4 separate regions of the Mus musculus genome follow, and all the other regions are linked to region 1. Evidence: chromatin contacts called from public Hi-C and promoter capture Hi-C data. All regions are on one chromosome and are shown on one strand. The core of a region is the stretch at or near the end of the contact, and the rest is flanking DNA. Distances in the headings are between cores, read along the strand shown.

What was found. Promoter capture Hi-C pulls out the DNA fragments that hold promoters and counts their contacts. A called contact is a pair of places that touch in the nucleus more often than the background predicts.
Region 2: a contact with region 1 is called in a Hi-C map of regulatory T cells, with 8 times the contacts expected there. The contact joins the promoter of A830005F24Rik here to the promoter of Rnf44 in region 1. A contact is called at or near these places in 2 of 39 promoter capture datasets (liver and pre-B cells) and 1 of 484 Hi-C or Micro-C datasets (regulatory T cells).
Region 3: a Hi-C map of CD4 T cells shows a contact between it and region 1, with 5 times the contacts expected there. The contact joins the promoter of Tpmt here to the promoter of Rnf44 in region 1.
Region 4: a contact with region 1 is called in a promoter capture Hi-C map of pre-B cells, with 4 times the contacts expected there. The contact joins the promoter of Tut7 here to the promoter of Rnf44 in region 1. A contact is called at or near these places in 1 of 39 promoter capture datasets (pre-B cells) and 1 of 484 Hi-C or Micro-C datasets (CD4 T cells).

Annotation. Positions count from the first base shown.
Region 1 is chr13:54,685,955-54,689,228 of GRCm38.p6, reverse strand. It overlaps Rnf44 (ring finger protein 44), which reads left to right and starts at 1,421. Exons shown (of 11, transcript NM_001146026.1): 1 at 1,421-1,735.
Region 2 is chr13:48,511,512-48,514,845 of GRCm38.p6, reverse strand. A830005F24Rik (RIKEN cDNA A830005F24 gene) reads right to left here and starts at 1,276. Exons shown (of 2, transcript NR_165458.1): 1 at 1,217-1,276; 2 at 7-712. Zfp169 (zinc finger protein 169) reads left to right here and starts at 1,410. Exons shown (of 5, transcript NM_026450.3): 1 at 1,410-1,551.
Region 3 is chr13:47,041,457-47,045,044 of GRCm38.p6, reverse strand. Tpmt (thiopurine methyltransferase) reads left to right here and starts at 1,828. Exons shown (of 9, transcript NM_016785.2): 1 at 1,828-1,941; 2 at 3,466-3,588. The coding sequence starts at 3,522. It overlaps Kdm1b (lysine (K)-specific demethylase 1B), which reads right to left and starts at 1,546. Exons shown (of 21, transcript NM_172262.3): 1 at 1,375-1,546.
Region 4 is chr13:59,821,830-59,825,178 of GRCm38.p6, reverse strand. Tut7 (terminal uridylyl transferase 7) reads left to right here and starts at 2,069. Exons shown (of 27, transcript NM_001373962.1): 1 at 2,069-2,546; 2 at 3,069-3,349. The coding sequence starts at 3,100.

The DNA of each region.
Region 1 (3,274 bases), core at 172-2,671:
TATAAGCACACAAAAACAATAGTAATACAAAGAAAAATTTAAAAATCTGCCCTCCTTGCTGGGCAGTGGTGGCATAATCCCAGCACTTGGGAGGCAGAGGCAGGTGGATTTCTGAGGCCAGCCAGGGCTATACAGAGAAACCCTGTCTCAAAAAACAAATCTGCCCTCCTGAACAGGTGCACCCTAATGAGAATTCCTGTGTCTTTTCCCAAATCACTTCCCACTGTATGCTGATACAATATTCAGTTGAAATTGATAATATTGTTACACCTTGTTAGTAAATTGGTTTGTTTTTTAAATATTTGGGATTATGGGATGCATCCACAAAGTACAGAGTGTCACCCATCTGTAGCCACAGAGGTTTAACAAATGTTGCCATTTTCTACTGACATCCTGTTCTGGGTTGGTGGACTCTGTAGTAGTCCAGTTACTACAGACCGGCCTAGTAGACATGAGTGCTTTAGGTAATGGTGATGTTCTGCTTATATAATCGATGCAGACACACCATACCCCACTTTGTATGTTTGCCTGGCCGGGGGGGGGGGGGGCATCCTAAGGGGACACCGACGTCTGCCCCCTCTCTCGCCTCAGCTGTGTTACTATCTGGGTGTGTGATATTTTTGTTGCTTGTATTTTGAAGACAAGGTCTCTGTAGCTATGTAGACCAGGCTGTTCTCGAACTATTGATCCGCCGGTCCTGGAGGAGTGACTCTTCTTTCCGGTACAGTGGCTTGCTTGTCCTGATCCCTAGGCTCTCAGTCGTTGAGAAGCTTAGAGAACTAAACTGCAGAAACCTCCCTGGGCCTGGTTCAGGAGATCCCAACTCTTCCCACTTCAGCTGAACTAGAGCCTCTCCACCCCTTTTCCCGGGCCGCGCTAGGGGCGGGGTGCCGAGATGTTTCTGTGACGTCAGCACGCGCAAGACCAATCCCCCTACCCAGGAGACGTTAAATCATTTGCATGGCTCCTCAGTCATTGGTCTCTTCAGCCCTGGGTTGTCCCAGCTGTTTAAAGGCGCCGTCTAACGGAACAGAAAGCGAGCGAGTAGAGAGGCGAGGTGAGCTATGAGGTCATCGCAGGCCTGCCGGGCTTGTGGTGACGTCATCTCCGGGAAGTGTGCTTGCCGAGCTAAGAGCGGTCCTCTCACCTCGGCTGCGTGAGAGGCTGCGTGCCCCACAGAGGCCGCGGCCCTAAGAAGGTAACCTTGACCTGTTAGTGCGTGCCACGGTCCCCGTACCTGGGCTCGCACCGCTCATCACCTGCGACTCGGCCTTGTGGGCTTTGAAGTATGAGGTGGGGGCGAAGAGGCTTTTTTAGCCAGCCTTTCAAGATGGCGACCCGCTAGTCACGTGCCGCCCGCAGGACGCGATTGGCCGACGCGCGGCGCGGGGCGGGGCCTGCGGGGCGGGGCCTGCGGGGCGGGGCGGGTGTCCGCTCTTGCCGCTACTGTTTGCTTGCGCGTCCTGGCGCGCCCCCGCGAGCCGCCTCCCGCGCTGCGCGCCCCCGCCGATCCGAATGTTGTGAATCAAAACGTGGGGCTGGTTCCATCCGGCCGCCGCGGACAGTTCTTAAAGGGCCAGCCCGCCGGAGAGCACAGCTGCGTCCTGCGCCGCCCTTCTCTCGGGCCCGGGCTGGGGAGGCGGAAGACAGAGCAGGCTCGCGAAGGAGCGGGCGCTTCACCGTCCGCACCCCGCATCGCGAACAAAGGAGCCCGCGTGTGGTCGGACGGCTGCCGGTGAGTCGGGCCGGGCCTCTTAACTTCGGACCCGCACCCCGGAACTACGGCTCCCTCGGGGACGCGTTGTTTGCCGGCCTCGTAGGCGTCGATCCCGGGCTGAGGGAGTGGTGGGAGACGGCGGCGGGGCCCCCGGGCCAGGTGCTGCCTGCGGCTACCTAGTCCGGGCCGCTCTTCTGCCTTGCAGAGCGCTGCGGTGGAGGGGAAGGAGCCAACCCCTCCCCCTGCAGCCGCCACTTCCTTTGTTGTTGCTTTTGTCTCACGCCGAGCACATGGTCCGGGATCCTCGGCTCTTAAAGTCACAGCGCTCTAGCCCCAGCGGTGCTGCCTGCCTTTTCCCCTCAGTGTTCCTCCGAGTGCGGCATTACGGAGTAAGGGGAACAACGGAGGCCCCTCCTGAGACAGGTGTACGAGCTTCGGTCCCATCCCCAAGGAGGGGTAGCTTTGGAAAACTGCTGGAGCCCCACGGCCTGCTTTGGGGAGGAGCCTTATCCTCTGGGACTTTGTTTTCCTTCCCCATAATGTGAACACCTAGTTTCTTGTCTGTGGCTTTTTTAGGGGCGCCCTGGGGAGATTTCAGTCTCTATTGTTAATAAGGCTTAGCCGAAACTAAAGGGGTTCTTTAACCAAGGTCACCCAGGGAGTCTAAGCTGGCCAAGGTGTGGTGGTTCCGCCCTAAATCGCCTCCTCGGCCTTTGTGGGAGTTGGGAAGCTCCTACTTAGAGGGAGGTACGGCGAGCATGTAGGGTAGGGGAACTTGTATTCCCACCTAAGCCTGCTCGTCTGCTAGAGGGAGTGAATCTTTCTGCAAACCGACCCTATTCGACTCTACTCAAGGGTTAGAATGTGTGCTTGGGACTCTGTACTTGGCTGGCGGGGTTGTGGACCCATGGGGACAAGAGATAGACTTAGGGGAGTTTACACAAACTTTATGGATAGAGAGCAGTACAGTGAAGAGAGGTGTGGGAAAGCAGTGGTGCTGGTTGACCTTGAGTGTGTTGATTGGTCCAGCTCAGTCACTCTTGCGTCTCTGGGACACTACTCACGCATAAAGATACTACATCTCACACGTGGCTCCTGAAGTACTCTGTAGTTTTCCCTCCGACCACTGTCATTGAGACTACTGGGGCTTTGGGTCTAGGGAACCAGCCAGGAGGACCAATTGTGTTCCCCGTGGTCTAGAACAAGTCCTTGGGGTTTCAGTAACTGAAATGGGTGTGTCCCCTCTTTACCACTTTAGTTTCTGGCAGGAGTTAAAGAACCACCTTTCTGTTCCTCAGGTACACTGCTGGACACCATGCTCGTGCCTCCTTTAGCGCTTAGGGACTTGTGTCTACCTAGGGTAGGGGTGCAGGAGGAGGCCAACCATTCACACCACAGCTGGCCTTCACTTAAGGCTGCCTCTTCTCTTCCCTTTAAAGTAGCCTTTGATGGGTCCCTGAGAGATCGTTCTTAGGTTCCCATTTTTACAGAGGAGGAATCTGAAGTTCAAGGAGAGGAAGTGATGGGCCTAAGACCCTGGCAAGAAGTTGGGGGTGA
Region 2 (3,334 bases), core at 27-2,526, 6.2 Mb after region 1:
GACCCATTTTACTGGCATGACATCTTTTAATTGAAAACTTGACATTCCATGTTTTTTGCCTTATCAAGTGTGGCGTGTATCCTAAGTATGCTCAAACTTAAAAAAAAATAAAATGAAGTTACTTGTAAACAATTTGATCTTTTCTAGGCTTAGTTTTGCATTTTCCTAGGTGAAACAAGAAAGGCTCGGGGGCCCCATCTTGTCTTCCTATCAAGATGAAACCATTTCCAGGTATTATGTACAACTCTGAAGGCTTTATGGCCTCATAGGAAGAGGTGTTGTTCCTCACCCCCTTTATTCCCACTGACATTTTTCCCGGGACTTTTCCCTGGGATGGCACAGCTGTGTGTCGCGTGCTGTCAGTGTTCGGTGAACGCCCGAGGAAGGAGCCACTGAACCTCTGTGGATTTCTCTGGTCCTTCGTACTGTCCTTTGAACTGAAGCTGCCTTGGTTTCCCCAGGGCCCCGGCTTCGTCTCAGGTTGACCTCCAGGTCTTGCTCGGGTCTCCCTTCTCTGTTCTGTGCCAGAACGGTTTCTCACCAGGGGAGTTCGCTGCTCACTTCGTTTATTGTCCACATCACTGATATTCCTCCATTGTTTCTGTGTGCAGTGCTTCCCCATCGGTTTCTTAGTCCATGTTGTCCTTTTAAAGCTTGTTTTATGTGGAAGACTGAATCTGGTCCCTGTTGACTTCTGCTGTTTGCCACCTCACTTTAAGAAGCAAATGGGAAATAATTTGAAAATACTGCTCACGTCAAATACTAGAAATACAATTGAAAATTCAAATTCAATTAAATTGAGTTCCGCTCAAATTCCTAGTCTTTTCGCAAAGATTTTTGTCTTTCTGTTACAACCAAGAAGTGTTTTTTTGTATGAGCAAAATAGTTTAAAACATTACACTATGAATATCTTCAAACTTAGTTTGCCCTTGTCTTTTTGTAATCATTTTTTAAAAAAAGTATTATTTTCAAGAAACAACACCCACAGTATCCACACATGCTGCAGTTTAAAACACACGACTCACAGGCACGTAAAAAAGAAAAAAAACAAAACAAACAAACAAACAAAAAACCAACCAAGATTGAATTGGCAGGAGGAAGGCATCTAGATAGCACATCTTTTTTAAAAGAATTGATTAATGAGCTTCCTTAGAAGTACGCAAAGATTACTTCGGTTTGGCTTTTCTGCTTTTTTTCTGTTTCTCTAAGATCTTACCCTGTTGTCTTGCAGTCAATGAAAGAGTCCGGCAGTGCTAGGGAGCCCCTCCTATAGTCTGAAGCTTCGGGTTGCAGCCAAGTCAGCATGGGGTGTCCTGCAGTACGCGGCATTCTGGGTATTGTAGTTCCCCCATCTCTAGCGCTGCGTGGGTAGTGAAGTGCGCGCGCGTCACCCCGGTCGGTGTACTTCCGCATCCTGCAGTCGTCACCTGTGCCTGTGGACGATTCTACTGCGGTTCTGGTGAGCGAAAGTGCAGACGTCCTCGGCTCTTGCAGATCCCTCCAGGCGGGGAAGAGTCCGGAGAGCTGGCGTGGGCCACCCACAAGGTTCAGGTGTCTGCCGCTGCTCCATCCTCGATGCGTGGAGTCTTTGGGAGTGGAATCAGCTTCTCTGCCCATCCCGGAGGAGGGTCTCGGTGAAGACCCTGGGATGGGGAGGGGGCCATGTGAGAACGGGGTTAGGGGTCCACTATCTTGTCCTAAACAAGCTACAGGTCAGTCTGGCCTGCTTCCCAGGCTATGACGCTGTAGGTGTGTCCCCTGTGTTAGTGCCAGGTCAGGGAGATTGGACCTGGGGCATCTAGATGTCACCTTTCCACCCCCGCTCTCTGTTGAGGTTTGTGAGGGATCAGAGCCATCCTCCACAGGAACAAATGTCTGAATTGGTGAGGACAGAAGTCTTGGGGAGCTGCACTCATCATGAATTTGGAAATACAGCTTGGTCGCTTGCCTTGCGGGGAAAACATACAGAATTGCCTGGCTGAATGCAACGGCAAAGACCAAGAGACTAGAGCTAGTCTTGAAGTTTGGAGTCTTGGTGTGTGACAAGGCTTGTGTGTGTGGTGTGTATGTGTGTGCGCGTGCGTGCCTGTGTGTATATGTGTGTAGGGGGGAGTGGGGGTGGCCTTTTTACACATTGTGGGCTAATGACCTTGTGTGGCTCCCTTGAGCTCTGGGATCTTCCAAGAGCCTGGAGTGATGTAATGGGAAGAGACATTTCCCCCATGACCCAGGGCTTGTTGGCTCCCTGAATTTCTGGCGGTGTAGCCTGGTTTCTCCTTTTCTCTTTAGTTCTCTGATCTATATATACAACTCATTTTGATTATATTCACCACTGAAAATTCTGTCCCCAGTCCACCTATCTTTGTGACCTATCTTTCTTTTTTGTTTCAAAACCCTTTAAGACTAACTTATGCTGAATTCAATATTCTTGAATATTTCATTGGATTGTTATTGGCTTACCTCGGGCTATATACTCTTAGAGAAACCCTTCTCCTCCTCTCCCAGCAGCTAGTAATTGCCGTAGCTTGGTACTAGGTATTTGGTGCCGAACTCTTGTCTCTGTGCTGAGATTTGTTCTGGTTTGGGCTTGCACGGGTCTTGTGCATGGTGTTGTAACTGCAGTGAGCTTGTATGTACAGTTGCCCTATTGTCTGTACTGGCTGGTTTTGTGTGTCAACTTGACACAGGCTGGAGTTATCACAGAGAAAGACGCTTCAGTTGGGAAGTGCCTTCATGAGATCCAGCTGTGGGGCATTTTTTTGGTTGATGATCAAGGGGGGAGGGCCTATTGTGGGTGGTGCCATCTCTGGGCTGGTAGTCTTGGGTTCTAGAAGAGAGCAAGTTGAGCAAGCCAGGGGAAGCAAGCCAGTAAGAAACATCCCTCCATGGCCTCTGCATCAGCTCCTGCTTCCTGATCTGCTTGAGTTCCAGTCCTGACTTCCTTTGGTGATGAACAGCAATGTGGAAAGTGTAAGCTGAATAAACCCTTTCCTCTCCAACTTGCTTATTGGTCATATTTGTGCAGGAATACAAACCCTGACTAAGACACATTGGTACCAGGAATGGGGTATTCTTGTGACAACCTGATGATGTTTTGGGGAGGACTGTGGAAGGACTTTGGAACTTTGGGCTAGAAGATCCATTCGGTATTAAGAGCTCTGTGGGATGTTGTATAGGAGCTTGGAAGATAATGTTGAGAACAGTGCACAAGATGGAGGCCTGGCTTGTGAAATTTCAGAGGGAAGACTAAAGACTCTTATCAGTGCCGCTGCTATTTTTATTGTGAAGATTCTGTGGTTTTGGTTAGCTGGGGCTGAAGAATCTGCTGTAAATA
Region 3 (3,588 bases), core at 579-3,078, 7.6 Mb after region 1:
TGTTCCCCGTGTGGAAGACAATTATTGACGAGAGAATTTTCTCACATACCCTCTGAAGAAAACCTCCGAAAGGATTCCACAATATATTGTGTAAGCATTCAAAGCAGATGTGGTTGGTGGCTTTGTATTTGCTGCAGAAAGGCTGGGGCAGAAGGATTGCTTTGAGTTGGGAGGCTGAAGACTAACCAACGCTTTTTGAGCTGTGCCTGGGTTAAGAAAGGGATTCCCCACACCTGGCGTGGTCTGCTGCTTGCTCGAGAACTTGGGCCTCGGTGGCTGGGTTCCAGATCACTCAACCCCAACTTTCTGCAGCTGGGCCTGCTTCTCTTACAGGCCAGCTGCGCCGACTATCAGCCATATGGACCGGGACCTGGTGGTGTGCAATCCCAAGGAAGGCTTGCTTGAGCCCTCATCAGCGGCCCTCGCGGCAGATGCCCAAGGTATCCGCTACACCAGCGAACCTGACGGCGCCTCGCTGCCCAAGGTGGGGATCGCAACCTGGGATCCCTCCTCCTGGCCGCGGTGCTCCCACTGCCCCACACAGGAGCCCAGCGTGGGGTTTCTCCTCACCACCACAGAGCGGGAAGGGAAGCCTGGGCCCCTCCTACCAAGCTTTGGGGATTCCCGACCACCCTGAGTGGGGAAGGCAGTCTGGTGTCCCCCCTCCTGGCTGCGGGGTTTCCACGTCCCTGGTGGGAGCACAGTATAGGGTCCCTCCTTTTGGCTACGGGGTTCCCTGGTCCGCAAGTGGGACCGCAGCCTAGGGTCTCTCTTCGCGACTGGCGGGGGGTGGTTTCCACGGCCCCGAGTGGGAGCCCAGAGTGGGGTTCCCTCCTTTGGGCTAAGAGATTCCTACAGTGGGGTAACTCCTCTACGTTAAGGGGCTCCTACAGCTCCGGGTGGGAGCAGAGAAAGGGGTCCTGCCTCCATGTAGATGGGTTCCCTACAGCGCTGGGTGGAATCCCAGAGTAAGACCCCTCCTCCAGGCTGCGGGGTTCCCATAGCCCAGAGTGGAAATCCAGACTGGGGTCCTGTCCACCCGGTCCGCAGCTGGTGCCGGCGCCAGAGTGCCAGGTGCAGCCGCCGCCCAACTCACCTCCGCCCGGCCGAGGCGCAAGCAGCTCCCTGCAGGGTTCCAAGAGAGCGACGAGTGGGAAAGCCCGCGGCGCCGCAACCCCGCAGCCCAGCGCGGGAAGCCCCGGCTTGCACAGGGTCCCCCACGCCACCCCTTCCAAACGCGGGACGCCGGGGAGCCCCGGGGAACGCGCGCGCCTCCAGACCAGGCTCAACACACAGCCGGCCGCTTTGTGCGGAGCTGTCACCCGAAGCCCGCCGCCACCCCCAAGCGCGCCCGCGTGAGGCTCGAGTCCCTACCTCAGAGCGCTGGCCAGGGGGCGAATGCTGCCCTGGGCTGCACCGGGCTGCACCGGACGGCCTGATCCGCACTGCCAGCTGCAGCAGCTCGGCCGCCGCCGCTTCCGCCCCTATCACGCCGTGACCCGGAGTGGGAGGAGCGCACAGGCCCAGGGAGCAGGAGGGTCCCGGCGCTCGCCCCGCCCCGATGATTTCCGCCACTGCGCAATCTCGGCAGCTGCTAAGGGCGGGGCCCTACGCGTTCTGGGCGGAGACCTTGCTTCGGGGCGGGGCTTAGGTTTGAAGGTGGGGCCTGGGCGGCCTGGGTGGGGTCACAGGGTCCTGGGAGGGGCCTGCGCGCCCTGGGCGTGGTCTGCACGCTGGGCGGAGCCTGCGTGTCCTGGGCAGAGTTCTCACGCCCCGGGCAGGGCCTATAGGACCGGAGCCTGGATAATCTTTTCCGGGGTGGGATCAGACCACATTGGGCGGGGCCTTCGCCCCTGGGGCGGGGCCTGTGAGTCCTTGCACAGCTCCCGGCTTACAAAGGCGGGCTAGTGTCTGAGAGGTAAGCAGCTAGCTGCAGCCAAGGTAAGTAAGTTCTCAACCGGTAGTAAAGGCGGTCATCTGCTAAGACTGTGTGAGCCTGTTACAGCGTTTTTTCAGAATGGGGCTCCCGAAAAGCATGGATGACCCAGCTACTTGAGTCCCGAAAAGGGGTTCCGATAACCGCAGCAAAAACTGGGAATAAATGATCAGACTAGAAATGCTTTGAGTCCGATGTATTAAGTAGCCCCTTGCTTAGTGGTGTGTTTCAGATAACAATGTCCACGTGTAAAATACTGAGCCATCCTGGAGATTTGTGGACTTCAGTGAAGTTAGCTTTTCAGTTTAATGAAATTCAAAAATAAAACTAAAGCAGAACCCAAGCATTGTTGTGTACGAGGAAGCTGAGGCAGGAGGATCAGGGCGAGCTAGAGGTCAGCCTGTACTATATAGTGAGTTCTAGATAGACCCTCTGTTAAAAATGAAAAAAAAAAATCCTAGGCAGAAAAAGATGTTTTTTAGGTAGGCATATTGGACGTAAACGTTTGTTAGTGGGAGTTATTGCGGATCTGTCTTTTCTCAACCTTGTACTTTGCACCTTTATTGTTTTTAGAATTTTTTTTTTTCTCAAAAAATGATCAGTGAGCACCACTCTGAGGCGCTGTTACAACAGCTAAGTGGTTGTGTTTAACAGCCCCAGCTTCGGTGAGGTAGAGCTGGGTGGGCTAAAGATCTTTCTTCTGTGTTCAGGAGAGCCCTTGTTTCTGTAGGGCACCTTTGGGCATCACAGCTTCTGATAGAGAGTGGAGATGGGAGGAGAGCGATTCTCTTGCTTTTCTGTATCCACAATAATCCCATACTTCCCTCCGACCTCTCAGAATGCTGGACTCTGCCCCCTGACATGAGCATCAGGGAAAAGCCTTTTGTTAGCAAATACTTGGCTGTGAAGTGCATTTCCGTTCCCAGAGTTGATGGGGATGGTCCTTCTTTAATCCTAAGCACAGAAGCTAAATCATGCAACAACAGGACATTTCCTTACATTACTGCCTTTGTGACATGTTTGCTGGTTCACAGATTCAAGACATATGATCACCAATGATTTAAAGGGCAGGTTGGAACTGTGGAATTTTTTTTTAGTTTTTTTTTTTTTTTCCTTATATGAACGAATGTCTTGCCTGTATTGGATCCACTGCAACGGGGTTACAGACAGCCACGAGACACCTTGTGGTTTCTGGGAATTGCACTGGGTTCTTTTCAAGAACAACAAGTACTCTTAACTACTGCTGGGATTGAAGGCATGCTGCCATTCATATCTTATTTGTTTTTGAGAGAGTCCTGCTACGTAGCCCTGGATGGCCTGGAATCTACTATATAGATCATGTCGGCCTGGAATTTGCAATAACCCTCTTGCCTCTATCTCCCAAGTACTGGGGGCATGTGACGACTCTCCTGTCTTTAATGCTGATATGTGTTTTTAAAGCTATTGCCCTAGGTAGAGGGTTTTGTAGCGTTCATTAATAGAATCACAATGTTCCTGAATGACATCATTGTAGATGTCTTTCCACTTAGGCACTGGAGACACCAACCTCAGAGACAAAAATTGTCTACAACCCGTGGATGGTACCATGTCCCTTGATATGAAAGAGCACCCTGATGCTGAGGTACAAAAGAACCAAGTACTAACCCTGGAAG
Region 4 (3,349 bases), core at 820-3,319, 5.1 Mb before region 1:
ATAAATTCTCAAAAACAACTGAGCCATATCTCCAGCACTCAACATGAACCTTAAGAGCAACTATTTAAAATAGGAAAAGACTACGGATATATATTGAAGAGAATGCATATAAAATATTCTAAATCCTTAGAACAGTGTGTGCTGTGTACTTCCTCTAGGGTTCTAGGAACCAAGGACTTACCTAAGCCAGGACTTCAGAGATTACTCACCTGGGTGTGGTGACGCGGCTTTGGCCCATCATAAATATAATGATGCATCGTCAGCTCCCTTTGGACTCGATGAAATGCCACTGTCTGCCTGGCAAACAGATTATTAGTTTGGCTCCGATGAATTTTCAGAACAAAAGACATCTACATAAGAGGCTATCACAAATGTTTTAAGAGTATGTTTCAAGTCACACAGAGCTGCTAAGAACACATGCTTCCCGCTGGTGAAGGTTTGGATTTCAATCAGGTCTCCTTAAGGGCCAAGCTTTGCCATTGGTTTTTCCCCTAGAGTACTTTCTAATGTACCTTCGTCCTTTCTGAAGGGTGTGTGTGTGTCCTTGTGTGTGTGTGTGTCTGTGTGTGGGCATGCAGGTGCTGGTGGAGTCCACTCGTGTCAGATCCCCTAGGAGACCAGTTATAGACAGCTGTGAGCAACCACCTTGGGTGATGGGAAGTGAAATTTGCTCCTCTGTAAAAGTAGCAAATCTTCTCACCCATTCCCTCAGCCCCCTCATTCTCTTAATACGTCTACATTGCTTGGTGGTCAGAGTCTGATACATGGAACTTTTACTGTCAGTGACAGGAACTCTCAAGTTATATTCAGAACAGCTACTAGCTGTGGGACCCTAGAGAAAGATGGCTTTCTGGGAAGGCTTGTCTGGCCTCAGTGGGAGAGGATGTGCCTTATGATACCAGGGTTGGGCAATGAAGTGGGGGGGGGACACCCTCTCAGAGGTGAAAGGAGGGGTCCTGGGGAAAGGAAGGGGGAGGGGGGAACCAGGATGCAGCATTTGGAATGTAAATACTTTTTTTTTTTTCCGAGACAGGGTTTCTCTGTGTAGCCCTGGCTGTCTTGGAACTCACTCTGTAGACCAGGCTAGCCTTGAACTCAGAAATCCCCAAACCCACACAGCAAGAGGAAACTGACAAAACAAGTTGGTTGTAGAATATCAACCATTTAGCTATGTCTCTTTTGCTTTTTAAATTTCAATTGTATTCCTTTCTTCCTGAACTAGTAGGATTGAGTTAGTATTTATTTACAGTTTTAAAGACAGTTTCTTGGAATAGCAAAGGCTGTATGCATTCTTCACTTTAAGACTGTTGGCTAAAGAACCCAATGGATTTAAATTTATACTTTGTAGAGGTAGAAATGAAAACTGCCTTATTTTTTCCAGCACTTCTATTCATTAGTTGCTTGAGGCTTTCAAGGCATGTAGGACACTTTAGATAACAATGAATGTTCAATTAGAAAAAAAAAAAGCAACTCTGTGTTGTTTGCTAAGTTTTTGTTTTTTGTTTTTTTGAGACAGGGTTTCTCTGTGTAGACGTAGCTGTCCTGGAACTCACTCTGTAGACCAGGCTGGCCTCGAACTCAGAAATCTGCCTCCCTCCAAGTGGGATTAAAGGCATGTGCCACCACTCTCCGGCTGTTTGCTAGTTCTTAAAGAAAAAAAAAAGTTGAATCTCTTTCTACCCCCAGGTCGAGCTTAATCCAGAGGTTTAGGCCGCTGAACTTCCTTCAAGGTCGTTCACAAGGCCCTCACTGAAACTTGGAGCCACTCGGAATTATAAAAAGACCCAGCTTCCCGAGCAGCCACAGAGGGGCGTCGGGGGAACCCGAAAGCACTGGGCGACGGATCTCGCAGGTAGCTAGGGAGCAACCCCGGACCTCTGCGCCCGCACCCGCGGCGCGCCCCCGGCGCTGGGAGGAACCTGGGCGGCGCGCGCTTCCGGTGCGCGCTTCCGGCCAGCCGCGGAGCGCGGGGCGGGGACACCGCAGTCTTCCAATCGCGCACAATGAGACGGCGCTGAGCGCCGGAAGTGGGGCTGAAGGAAAACACGGTGAGGAGCCGGGCCCGGACAGGAAGCGGCGGGGGACCGCAGCGGCGCTGGTGAGTGCTCCGGGGCGCCGTCTCGTCGCGTCCCTCCGGGACTCGCCTCCGGGCTGGGCCCGTGGGTTCCCCCCGCCCCCAGAAGCGTATCTGCCCGGCCCCGAGGTACGTTGGCGCCGTCCTTCTCCGGCCGCCTCGGCCCGGCTGTGCGCCCGGAGCCCTCGGGTTCGAGTCCGCGTCTTCACTTTGTGTCGGGGCTCCGGCCCTGGTCCGGGGAACCCCGGAACCCTGTCAATGGCCGGGCGCTTCCTGCTTCCTATTCCCCACGGCGGCTTCGTGGCCAGTAGCGCGGAACCGCCTCCTCCTTCGCCTGGGGACTCCGCTGGTGGAAACTGAGGCACACAGGGGTGGGGCAGCCGAATGGGGAAGGAAAAGGAGTGTCATCCTGCGGAGGATTGTGGTTGGTGACGAAACTGGACTTGTCTGGGGCTGGGGACTGAGAAGTCGGGTAAGTCAGCTGGCGTTGTCCCTTGGTCGGAAGCCTGGACCCTTAGAGCGGTACCTTAGTGGGAAGTGCTGTCCCTTCGCCCAGCGGTCGCGCCGGGTTGAAAAGCGAAGCTTAGAGTGGGGGCTGATCGAAACTGAAATCTGCTCACATAGTTTCGGCTACTTTGATACCTAAAAGTAATTGCCAACTTTAAAAAAAAGAAATAGATTTGGGAGTTTTGTAACAGTGTTGACTTAGGATGTTTACTTTGAAGAGAGGTGCTTTCGTTACATAGAAGTTACTTCTTTAGTTTCTGAGACTATAGAAGTGTCTTCAGATTTAGTCTTTGTATTAAATAAGGACCAGTTTTTATGAACACTGTAACTTCTGGAATGCATTAATTATTAGGAATGTGGTAACAATTTAATTTTTAAATGGGGGAAGATAAAGGCTTCAGGGCACCCGTGTGTTACTTTGAGTATTTGGTATGATATTATTTTACAATTTTGTTTTGTTCCCCCCTCCCCCAATGCCTTCTTTCAGGTACAAAGTAAGAAAGTTGAAGTCAAAGACCATGGGAGATACAGCAAAACCTTACTTTGTGAAGCGCACTAAAGACCGTGGAATTATTGATGATGATGATTTCAGAAGGGGCCATCCCCAACAAGATTATTTAATAATGGATGATTATGCTAAAGGCCATAGCAGTAAAATGGAAAAGGGCCTTCCAAAAAAGAAGATATCACCCGGGAACTATGGGAACACCCCCAGGAAAGGACTGTATGGGGTTTCCAGCAATCCATATGCATTTAAAAACCCAATTT